Linked DNA regions of Macaca mulatta: region 1 is linked to region 2. The links are chromatin contacts, called in public Hi-C maps. All regions are on one chromosome and are shown on one strand. The core of a region is the stretch at or near the end of the contact, and the rest is flanking DNA. Distances in the headings are between cores, read along the strand shown.

What was found. Hi-C and Micro-C count contacts between places; a contact is called where the count stands out from the background.
Region 1: a contact with region 2 is called in a Hi-C map of fetal cortical plate, with 2.3 times the contacts expected there. The contact joins the promoter of NTRK3 here to the enhancer-like site in region 2. A contact is called at or near these places in 2 of 14 Hi-C or Micro-C datasets (fetal cortical plate and liver).

Annotation. Positions count from the first base shown.
Region 1 is chr7:78,073,967-78,076,666 of T2T-MMU8v2.0, reverse strand. NTRK3 (neurotrophic receptor tyrosine kinase 3) reads left to right here and starts at 1,356. Exons shown (of 17, transcript NM_001265637.1): 1 at 1,356-1,610. The coding sequence starts at 1,363.
Region 2 is chr7:77,481,810-77,484,509 of T2T-MMU8v2.0, reverse strand. No RefSeq gene overlaps it. Among named protein-coding and RNA genes, the nearest start is that of NTRK3, 590 kb to the left of the region's middle. Within about 2 kb of position 1,324, at least 3 of the 40 cell types and tissues checked have an H3K27ac peak or open chromatin away from gene starts, as enhancers often do. A contact at or near this core is called in fetal cortical plate, where this site is marked.

The DNA of each region.
Region 1 (2,700 bases), core at 107-2,606, 590 kb before region 2:
GGGGCACCTAGCGTGCCATGTCCCGCAGTCCCCTCCCAGCCGAGACCAGCGCCCCAGACTCTTAAGATTAAGGAAATGAGTGTCATTCAGACCAAGGACTGCGCGTCTGCGGTCCCGGTCCCTGGCTCTGCGTGCTTCTCTGGGGTGTCTGTGCGCTCCGGCCCCCCCGTCGCAGTCCGTGAGCCTGCGCCCCCCACCCAGGCTTGGGAGCGCCCTCCACCCAGGCTTGGGAGCACTCCCCGATCACCTCCGCCACGTTCATCTCACTTCCTACCGCGGTCCGGATTGCAGCAAAACCGGGCAGCGCGAGGGCCAAAAAGTGGAAAGGAGAGCGCCTTTCCGTGTCGCGCAGCCAGCTCGCCAACTCTCCCTCCCCAGCCCCGACCCTCGCAATCTCAACTGCAACTTTTTCCCTTCGGTCTCGGTTTCCCCCGGGCTGCGGCTAGCCGGCGCCGCGCTGCGAGGCGTGGAGCGGGCGGGCGGGCTGCCGCGCGGCTGCGGGTGGCGGTGCTGGCTAGAGCCGCGAGCCGGCGAGTGGGTGGGTGGGTGGGTGGGGAGGAGGGAGAGGACGAGCGGGGAGAGAGACTGGTGTGGGGAGGGGAGGGAGGGGGAGATTCCGCTCTCCTGCCGCTCCCAGCCCGGGCGGGGGGCGGGGGGAGGAGGCCACGAAGAGGGAGGGGAGGAGGGAGGGAGAAAGGGAGGGAGGGAGCCGAGGAAGACGCTCCGATAACCCGTGCGTTTCGTAAGGCTCGGAGCACTTGTACATTTCTGCAGCCGCGCGGCGAGCCATTCACGGCGGCTGCTGCAGCTCCTACTGCATCTTCCTTCTCCTCCTTTCCTCGGGCTCCTGGTGTGTGTATGTGTGAGTGTGTGTGAGTGTGTGTGTTTTGCAGGTGTGTGGTGTGTCCGTTTTAATTCTGCCCAGTAGGTGGGACTTGGTGACTTTAGCACCATTTTTTCCTTTTCCTTTTTTTTTTTTTTGCCTCCCCACCGTCTGTTGCAACCCTGCAAAGTCTCGGAGTCGGAGAGCGCGCCTAGCTTCCAGAGTCCCCGGACCCGGCGAGTCAGCGATCGCCGAGCCGGCCACCATGCCCGGCAGACCGCGCCACTAGGCGCTCCTCGCGGCTCCCACCCGGCGGCGGCGGCGGCGGCGGCGGCGGCGGCGGCGGCGGCGGCCGCGATGGTTTCAGACGCTGAAGGATTTTGCATCTGATCGCTCGGCGTTTCAAAGGCAGAAGCCCCCCCTCCCCCTTCCCCCCTCCCTCGCCGTCTTTGTTTCCTTCCCCCCCCCGATCTCCCCACTCCCCCCACCCCACCCCCCTCTCCTCTCCTCCTCCTCTTTTTTAGAAGCAGCGATCGGAGATGGATGTCTCTCTTTGCCCAGCCAAGTGTAGTTTCTGGCGGATTTTCTTGCTGGGAAGCGTCTGGCTGGACTATGTGGGCTCGGTGCTGGCTTGCCCTGCAAATTGTGTCTGCAGCAAGACTGAGATCAATTGCCGGCGGCCGGACGATGGGAACCTCTTCCCCCTCCTGGAAGGGCAGGATTCAGGGAACAGCAATGGGAACGCCAGCATCAACATCACGGACATCTCAAGGAATATCACTTCCATGTAAGTCAGGCGGCCGCTCCCCATCCTGCCACCCCCGCGCTCCACGTCTCCCTCTTGCCCGCCCGCGGCCGGGAGCCGGCCCTCCACCCGCCCCAGCTCGCCGCTGCCCGCCACCCGCTGGGCGCGCGTCAGGCTCGCTGTAGCTCGGGAGATGCTCTCGGGCTGCGCATTCCAGGTGACTCCGGCCCTGATGAGGCGCGATCCGGCGATGCGTGTGTGTGCCTCTCCCGGGAGAGGACCCCGGCCGCCGAGGGCACGCGGGGCCCAGCTCCCACCCGCCCCCCCACCAGCTGCTTTCTCGTTTCGAGGTTGCAAATTGGTTTTTTTTGCCCCCCACTAAATAGCAACAGTTTGGCCACGCTCAAGTGAAATAAAGTAGACGTGGTTCGATTCTCTGGCAGAGGCGGCAGCAGCGGCGGCGGCGGCGGCGGCGCTTAGCCGGCAGGGAAGGTGACAGATAGGGACTGCTCGCGATCCAGCCGAGGTGTTTAACTATTTCCATTTGGAAACAGCAAAACATGCTGACAAGTAAACAAGTTGGGAGCTGGCTGCTCGCGGGGAGACTTTGGACGTGTGGAGGCCGTCATGGACGCCTACCTCTTCCCTTCCCCTCCTGCAGCCCGCCCTCTCCAGCCCCATTTTGGGCATTTCCGAGACACCCCCTTTGCCACCCTCATCTGCATCTGGGCGCCTACAGATCCTTTCTCAGTTTGGGCTTTGATAACTGCTCCGGATAATTCCGAGTCAGGATGGCGCAGGGAGAGGAGAGGGCGTGTGTTTTGGGGAGGGGGGTTTCTTGTATGGTTGTGCGGATCGGTTCATTTGAAACATTCAACTCTGGCTGGCTTTTGCTTGGTTCTGCCCCGTCCGAGGGAGACCAGTGGTGGCCTGCTCTTTTCTCCTTGTTATTTTTCTTTGGTGGGGATGGGAGCAGAAGCAAAGGAGAGGACAGATCGAGGGTTGGGGACTGGAGAGTCTGCTCTTTTCTTTCGTTGACCTCGGCCAGGTGACCCCCTCCTAATCTATCACCCTGGAGAAGGATGTGGACCTTACTGGAATTGCTCAGAGGATAATTCTCACCTCTTTTCCC
Region 2 (2,700 bases), core at 75-2,574:
TCTTCCAGTCACTCAATGGATTTGCACTACCATCCTGTGAGGTGGGCATGCTGATGGCTTTGGAGCAGACAGACCTGGAATTGCATCCCTGTTCCAATTACAAGGACTTCCTGCAGGAGTGATTGGGCCAGTTACCACCCTGGTAACTGGGTGTCAGTTTTGTCCTCTTTTAAATGGGGTAATATGATCTATCCTGCAAAGTTGTTTTGAGGGTTAAAGATAATGTGTGAAAAGCACCAAGCAGTGAGAGCTTGTCTTGTAGAAAGCATGTGCAAAATGGACACTCCTGTCAACATCTTTACTTTTAAAAGACTGCTTGAAAGAATTTTCGGTCTGGATGTGAGTGGGTGGCATGAAACTTAAAGGGTCAAAGATGACTCTAGAATTCCAAGTGTCAGAGCTTGAGAAAATGCTGTTCCCAGTGGCAGAAAGAAGGAAATTGGTTTTGAAGGAAATATGATAGACTTGGTTTGATTTTGAGGTGATGGCTGGGTATTCAAGCAGAAAAGCTTGACAGCCCATTGGAAGCATAAAGCCAGACCTCTGTAAGACACCAAAATTCTAGAGGAAAATTGAGCAATTTATCAAGTGTTTAAATATCTTGCCCACACAATGACAAACATCCAGATTTTTGGAACCCATTTGACATGGATTTAAATGTCAACATTTTTATCTCAATACTTGGTTGGGTTTTGGTGCCGAAAAAGACCTCTTGTTTTTCCAGATTTGAACCCATTAATTTTGCCAAGATCCACATGGCCCAAATTGCCATCTATTTCTTTGCCCTTTGACAGGAGACTAGAAAAGGGTTAAACAAGTTTATTTATCTTTTAGCTCTCGGCTCTCTGATTCTTTATTATTCACACCTCAACAAATCTTATTTCGTTACATTTTTGGAATCACAATGTAATTTTGGTGATTAACTTTAAATTGGGGATAATACCCTGACAGGCATTAACATAATGTCAAAACATTTTCTCACAATTATTTCTTAACCTTCGTCAAATCACTCTCCCCCTGTGGACCTTTATTAATATAATATGGACAACACCAGAACTCAAAGATGTAGAAAGGAAAAGTGATGACCGGGAACACTTATCGGAAATGATCAAGGCTAGTAAAAGACAGTGAAGCAGAGCCTTGTATTCTCACATTTCCCTGTCTCGGAGCAGAAGTGAAGTGAGTGCTGGAAGTGGCTCCTGGGATGTTTGGGTTAGAATGTGGCTGGTAGGAGTTTTGTTCCCATTGTCACATCTGTTACCATTACCCAAATGGAGCATGCATTCTGGTGAAAAACGAAAACAGCTTGGAAGGCCAAAAATAGTAGCTCAGCTCCACATGGAGAGACTTAGGAACCAGACAGCGCCTGCTAGAAGCAGAAGTAGAAATAATACCGTATAAAGTGAGAGAGTCTGAAGAGTTTTCAAAACATTTTCACTCATATTATCTACTTTGAGAATCCCAGCCACTTTGTGAAAGTAGACAAGGTCAATGTGGATCAGCCTCATTTTATGAAAATGTAGACATTTTCAGCAACTTGCTTCAAATGATACAGTGAATGTGAAGCATCATAGTAGCTTTGCTTTGGAGTCAGGGAGAAATGAGTTCAAATATAGCCTGGTTCCACCATTTACTAGCTCTATGGACTGGGAAAGTAGCTTAATTTCCCAGAGTTTTGGTTTCCTCATTCATAACTTGAAGATAATAGTAGGACCTTTCTCATAGAGTGAAATTTACATAGAAAATTCTCAATAATTGGCCGGGTGCGGTGGCTTAAGCCTGTAATCCCAGCACTTTGGGAGGCTGAGACGGGCGAATCACGAGGTCAGGAGATCTAGACCATCCTGGCTAACACGGTGAAACCCCGTCTCTACTAAAAAATACAAACAACTAGCCGGGCGAGGTGGCGGGCACCTGTAGTCCCAGCTGCTCAGGAGGCTGAGGCAGGAGAATGGCGTAAACCCAGGAGGCGGAGCTTGCAGTGAGCTGAGATCCGGCCACTGCACCCCAGCCTGGGCGACAGAGCGAGATTCTGTCTCAAAAAAAAAAAAAAAAAAACGAAAGAAAATTCTCAATAATTGGTAGTTATTATAACTGCCCAAGGGGTTTACCTTGCCCAATGCCTAGACAGAGGCAATTCATCAAGACAGGGGAATTGCGATAGAGAAAGAATAATTCATGCAGAGCCAGCTGTGCAGGAGACCGGAGTTTTATTATCACTCAAATCAGTCTCTCTGAGCATTCGGGGAACAGAGTTTTTAAGGATAACTTGGTGGGTTGGGGGACACCAGTGAGCCAGTAGTGCTGATTGGTCAGAGATGAAATCATAGGGAATCGCAGCTGTCTTCTTGTGCTGAATCAGTTCCTGGGTGGGGGCCAGAAGATCAGGTGAGTCAGTTTACCCATCTGAGTGGTGCCAGCTGATCCATCAAGTGCACAGCCTGCAAAATATCTCAACTATTGATCTTAGGAGCAGTTTAGGTGAGGGTCAAAATCTTGTAGCCTCCAGCTGATTGACTGCTAAACCATAATTTCTAATCTTGTGGCTAATGTTAGTCCTACAAAGACAATCTAGTCCCTAGGCAAGAAGGATATCTGCTTTGGGAAAGCACTGTTACCGTCTTTGTTTAAAGTATAAGTTTCTCTGAAAAGTTAATTCACCCCATGCCTGGGAATGAACAAGGGCAGCTTGGAGGTTAA